Regions from separate parts of the Mus musculus genome. Here region 1 is linked to region 2. The links are chromatin contacts, called in public HiChIP or PLAC-seq maps. All regions are on one chromosome and are shown on one strand. The core of a region is the stretch at or near the end of the contact, and the rest is flanking DNA. Distances in the headings are between cores, read along the strand shown. Region 1 has its middle 50 kb from the start of Gm31026. Region 2 overlaps Maml3 (mastermind like transcriptional coactivator 3).

Region 1 (3,078 bases), core at 402-2,901, 2.2 Mb after region 2:
CTGCTACCTACCCAAAAGCCCACATGTTACAGAGCCCAGCTCCAAGGTTAGACTATTAGGAAGTGGTAGAGTTTTGAAAGTTAGGGGTGAGCAGAAAGGTCATTAGGCCACGGGGGGAGGGGAGGGCATGTCCTTGAAGGAGACAGTGGGACCCCAGATGTTTCCCTCCCTAATTTTTTGCTTCATGTTCGTAAGGCTCATGGCCTTTGCCCTACTCCACTTCCTACCATGATATATTGCATCTAGATGTGCCCCAAAGCATGGGAACCAACTGATTATGGCCAGAACCTCCAAAACTATGATCAGAATTACATATTTTCCCTTACTGCTAATTGTCAGGTGTCTGTGTCAAGCACTGTAAAGTTGACTGACTTATGCTCTCATCAGAGGTGGTGCATTGGTTAAAGTTAGCTAGGACCGAGGCCAGCAAGATGACATGGTTCATAAAGGCAATTGATGAAGAAGTCTAGCAGTGTGGTTCACCTCTGGTGGAAGGAGGGAACAGATTCCACAAAGCTGTTCTCTGGCATGTGCCATGGTACCTTACACAGAAAAATAATAATGGACAATAATTTAAATTACCAAGATGGAAATATACTTTTAAAATGTTTGTGATAAAATACATTCTTTTATTTATCAGTAAGACATTTTCAAATATGATATATATTTTTTTAAAAAGCAAGCAAGCAAATGCCATGTATAAAATGGGATCCATTATGAATGTGGAATGTGCAGAAGTCAATGTATCTTTGATGGCATTCCAGTCTCTAAGGCCTGGACAATCTCTGCACAAGCATCCTGCCCATTGGGGCAGGTTCTTCCCACAGTAAATCATTGGTAAGAACTCTCCTAAGACTTCTGTCTATGCCTTATGGAATTCCTAGGCCCTGTTCTTGACTTCCATTATCAGCATTGCTAGCCTAAGGGAGCTGATGGGCTTGGTACCAGGGCTTAAGTGCAAACTCTTTGAACAGATTGAAACAATAGAGCTTAATCATTTTTTTTAAATAATCAATCAAGCAAGATTCTTCTACACTTATCAGCCCTGTTTTACTAAGAATTAAGGAGAAAATGGCTGAGTTTACTGTTATAACAGCAACATCATAAAAATTAGTAATATCTTCAACTGCACTTATAAAATTATGATGTTGACAATTGTAATCATATACATGCACTTCTAATCGAGGAACTGAATGTCCTTCCTTTTGATAATTAGCTTTAAGTGAGGTAGCAGAACAGAGTGTTTGTAGAAGGGGATGAAGGAGATTCAAGTTTTATCTGAGAAACAGGAGGTGGAGGCATTGGCAGGCTCAGTTTGGCCAGAAAACAGCAAGGCAACAGCTGTCATTTCCTCTGCTAAGAACTAGAGCTAGATCCAAAGCCAGTCCAGTTGGGGAAGGAGATGCTAGCTGAACGAAGGGGGACCAGAGCCCCTTCTCCTTCCCCATCTCTTCCTCCGGAGTTCCATTTCTGCATTACCTTTGCACGTTTCAAGTTGCTGCGATGTTTACCTTCTTGTCTGTTATTCTGAATGTGAGCTGGAGCAGGGAGGGCGTGTCTGGCTTCTGTGCACATCCCCCACCATCGCCAGGGCCAGGTGCAAATGCTTGAGAGACGTGTGTTAAATCAAGTGGAAAGCATTCTGAGAAATAGAGACGCATCCAAATGTGGCTGGATGTGTTTACAGGGGCTGTACCCAGTTCCTGGAGACCATCACACAGGCTGAAGGCAGACACCGTGGGCAGCACTGGGGAGCTTGTTTCCAGCTCTAGCTGGGGGCAGCTCAGCAACTGTCAGTTCTGTGAGGCGTGAGGGTTTTGGGTAGGATTTGCAGTATAATTCTGAGTTCTTCCTAAGTGGATACAATTTCAATGGTGCGTTAGATTTTTTTTTCTTTTTTTAAATCAGAAAAACAAAAACATCTTGGGAACATTAGTAGAGACTCTTGCAGGAAGGTCCAAGTCTGTGACTAACTTGCCACATGAAATACATAATGTCCTGGAGGTAATATTAAGTGAATCACTCGTTTTATTTTTCTAGAATGTCAGTTTGTGCTATTTTTCTTAAAACCATATGTCATTATGAGAAAATATCAGACCTCACATTTAAGGCTCTTTCAGTATTGAATAGGATTTTTAAAAAAAATTTTTTTTTTATGATCAAGACCATAATATTAATCCCCACTGCTTAGAATGTTTGTGTGAGAACTAGAAATGACGGCTAAATGTACCCGTCCACACTGGAAGGACCAAACCCTTCTAATCCTACATTCAGGACATTTTCAGACGTAGTGGGAGGAGTCTTGTGATTTAACACCAAACTTCTTCATATTTTCATTTTAATTATGTTTGCACATATTAGCTTCTGTTGGTTAAAAATCTGTTTTTGAAATATATTCCTCACATGAATTTCCTGTATATGTAAAATCATGCCTTGTTTTTTTTTATGCAGATAATTTCAATCATCTGTATGTTTCTTTAACCTTTTTCCATCTCTTAAAATGTAGTTTATTTTCTAGCTGTTCATGATTTTGCCCCAGGGCGCTGGGTCAGTGTGTCTTAAATACTTACGTTTTGGACAAACTACCCGTGAGGAAACTAATCAAGTTATGGATATAACGCATATGAAGAAGAACAGCCGCACTGGCAGTTTCAATATAGGCTCCATCTCACGGAGTGGCCTGAAGGGGAAATAAATAAATAGATCAATAAATAAAAATGAGTAAGTGGTTGGTTACTCCCAGAACATTTTTGCTAATATTGTACCATTAGAGCTTTCAGGTAAATCACTGTTATAGGCCACTGGATATTTATTTTATTTTACTTATTTTAATTTTTGGCACTCTTTATCTTATTGGGCTTTTTGTTTTTTATTTTTTATTTGTGTGTGTGTGTGTGTGTGTGTGTGTGTGTGTGAGAGAGAGAGAGAGAGAGAGAGAGAGAGAGAGAGAGAGGACATGAAGTTGGGTAGGTAGGGAGGTGAGGAAGATCTAGGAGGAGTTGGGAGAAAGGAAGTGATATAATCAAACATATTATATGAAAATATGATTTTCAACAAAAGATCTATAAGTAAAAACCT
Region 2 (3,377 bases), core at 134-2,633:
GTGACAGGTACTGATCAAGTCTTGAGGTTGCCATTGTCATCAACTGCATCATGTTCCCAATCTCAGAGTGAGTTCTCAGAGGCCAGAGGACAGGAGACACCAGACAAATGAAGGGCTAGGGCAGGAGAATCCTAGGCTGAGGGAGCAGCCGGCCCAAAGATGGAACACAGCAGACTCACTTCTGAACTTTGTGGTCCACAGCATGACTAAAGATGAGATAGAGGACTCAGCAGGTAACAGGTGCCCAAGGACAATAGGCTTTGAGTGGGTTAAGTGGGCATTGTAAGCTAAGGGTGAAGGGACTCATATTTCCTCTGGAAGGCAGCTGACCTGTGAATGGGTTGAAGGACAACTGAATATTCTCAGGACTATGTCCAAGCATGTGATAATAATAGCCCGAGCGCGGAACGAATGAATGAATGAATGAATGAACGAATGAATGCCTAGAGAACAATAGAAATAATTAGGGTTCAATCCTGAAGCCCACTCGTAAGAATGACTACACTTAGAGGGTTGCATATTTTACTTTTAGAGAGTGGGAAGAATAATTTTGTGAACTATGAAAAGAATTTAAATCCTGTGTTGCTCCATTAATGATCAAGACAAGACATGTCTTAATAAGAGAATTAGCAGCACAAAAAAAAAGAAAAGAAAACAAAAGAAAAAAGGAAAAGAAAAAAAAAAGATAAAAGGGAAAAAAAGAAAAAAAATCCTGGGAGGAGAAACTGTTGGGGGAGGATCATGTTTGGGAACTAATTGAAGATTTGCGATAGTAATTTTTAAATCATAGACATGAATTAAGTCTGGACCGTGATGGCTGCATTCACTACACACAGCGGTTGGAGGATGATACAAATGGTTATATGATATTATATATTGAACCTCCACATTACAAGATTGTTGGAAATTAAGCTGTTTGTAACTTCCTTTGGAGGCAAGAGAAATATGTGTGCAAATGTTAATCAGGCCCCCGACCTGTCTTTTGGTGCAGTTTGATAGCCATATCTGGGATGGGAGCCAAACTCTCCTTTAGGGGAGAGCTAGCAGTCCCTAGAGCCTCGGTGATGAATTGCAGAGTCTGGGAACAGGAGAGGAAGTGGCCAGGACTAGAACAAAGGGCTGGAGCTGTGGTGGGTGCCTGGCTCCTCGTGGCTGCAGGCGGTATGTTCTGTGACTCTGGCTTTTATACAGCTCCTTTCTCAGCCCTCAGAATTCTTAATCCTATTTTCATTGCCCTAGGTAAACCGGAAAATATTTCCTTCTTGAATGCGGTTACTCACACAATAAACAGGTAATAAACATTTTACTGCCCTGAGCAGCCTCCTGCCGGGCAGGCAGGCTGGGGAGAAAAGGCTGCAGTGGGTGACCCCCTACAGGACAAACTGCAGGCGACAAAGGAGGCTAGTAACCCTTTAATAGTGCTCACCTCAGTGGTTCCGGGAGAGTGACCCTGAGCTGCTGGCACGAATTAGCCAGCCCCAGCGCTAGGGAGTCCTCCCTGCTTGAGGCTAGTAAGGGAAGATTTGATTTCACCAAAAGGCAATTTAGTTGCCATTTCAAAGCTCTGGCTGGCTAAACTAAGGATGTGGATGAAGCAGGGTTTACAATCTCTCATCTTAAACCTTGAGCAGGGAGCTCTGAAGGCTGGAAGGCCGGAGAAGTAGTTCTGGAAACAGGGATTCTCTCTCTAGTTTGCATCTTGCTTTCCAACACATCTTTATTTCCTTGTTCTTCTTGATATCTTCTCTGTATATCTGATTAGATAATTCTTATCATCCTTTGTCTTGTGCAAAACACAGTGGACATCTTATCTTCCCTCTCTCCCTCCCCTTCTCCCTCCCCTTCTCCCTCCCTCTCTCCCTCCCCTTCTCCCTCCCTCCCTCCCTCCCTCCCTCTTTCCCTCCCTCCCTCCCTCCCTCCATCTTGCTTTTCTGAACATCAAACCCAGGGCTTTGTGCATGCATCCTAATCCAACATCATGTAGATGTGTGTGTGTGTGTGTGTGTGTGTGTGTGTGTGTGTGTGTGTATGTGTGTGTGTATACACATCACACACATACACACACACATATATATACACATACACATACTCTTAAAAACATTTCATTTTTCATGTATTTATTATTTAGGGGCACTGTGGAGGTTAGCCAGTTCTCTCCTTCCACCTTGAAGATTTCTGAGGAGGAAACTCGATCACCAAGCTCGGTGGCAAAGTGATTTCACCAGTGGAGCCATCCTGTTCTCCAACATTTTTTCAATCACACCCAGGGTTCCCTCAAAAGCCTGCTACCAGGCTGGGAGAGATGGCTCAGTGGATAAGATTCTTACCAGGCAAGCCTGAAGATCACAGCTCAGATCCCCAGACCCACAAAAGGCAGACAGATGTGTTAGAAGGCACCTGAAACCTTGATTCACTTGCGGTGAGATGGAAGGCAGAGACAGGACAACACCTCCAGCTAGCCGGACTTCTACAGTGGTGATCAATAAGAGACTCTGCTCAAAGCAAGCTGGGAGCAAGGACAACCAAGACTGTCCTCTAGTCTGTACATCTGCTCTGCTCTGTCTGTCTGTCTCACTCATTCTCTCTCCATCTCTCTCTGTCTCTCTGTCTCTCTCTCATTCTCTCCCTCCTCTCTCTCTCTCATGCATGAGCACACACGGACACGGACACGGAGACACACACACACACGCACACGCACACGCGCACACACATATACTTTCTTCCCTAAAAGCCTGTTATCTTCAGCTCAGTTAAAGCTTTTTGAGATTTTCAGCTGCCTGGGAAATATTTCAGTTCTCTTTCACTGAAAGTATAACTCACAACAGTGAGGAGACACTGTGCCTTCCTTCCACTGTAGGAAAGAAGGCATAGCCAAACAGAATCGGATAAAGTCTGCCCCCCCCCCACCATTCAACTTATTACGGAAAATTAAAATCTTACTTACATAAACATTCCCCACCAAACAGCACACCAAATCTGAATGTATTAGCCCAGGGCAAACGATAAATGCATAGATAATTTTCCAATTCATATAGGATGAAATAATGATTATTTTTTATAAATCAACAGTTCTATGAGGCCAGCTGCAGTTAATTTATGGTATCTGGTTCTAATCTTATTTGAGAATATTAATTTTTATTGTACTTTGTTGCAGAATGGTTAGGACTGGCAAGCAGGTAACTGTGATACTGCCCAGTATAAAGGAGTATTTTTGCTTGAGACCTGATGGGGTGGGGGGGAGAGGCACTCATTCTCGATGTAGCTTCTGTCTGGACACAAGGACACAGACGCCTGCACATCCCTTCTGCTTTGGCATTTCCTTTGGACTTTTCCTGGAAGGGCTAAGGGAATGACTGACAGTGAGGAGTCACCTAGCA

Evidence for each region. HiChIP or PLAC-seq counts read pairs in DNA pulled down with a chosen protein or histone mark.
Region 1: a contact with region 2 is called in an H3K27ac HiChIP or PLAC-seq map of large pre-B cells, with 2.5 times the contacts expected there. The contact joins two enhancer-like sites.

The regions. Positions count from the first base shown.
Region 1 is chr3:53,973,705-53,976,782 of GRCm38.p6, forward strand. No RefSeq gene overlaps it. Among named protein-coding and RNA genes, the nearest start is that of Gm31026, 50 kb to the left of the region's middle. Within about 2 kb of position 1,652, at least 36 of the 459 cell types and tissues checked have an H3K27ac peak or open chromatin away from gene starts, as enhancers often do.
Region 2 is chr3:51,738,143-51,741,519 of GRCm38.p6, forward strand. The region is part of intron 2 of Maml3 (mastermind like transcriptional coactivator 3); the gene reads right to left. Among named protein-coding and RNA genes, the nearest start is that of Gm46803, 32 kb to the left of the region's middle. RefSeq lists an enhancer at 710-1,714. Within about 2 kb of position 1,384, at least 105 of the 459 cell types and tissues checked have an H3K27ac peak or open chromatin away from gene starts, as enhancers often do.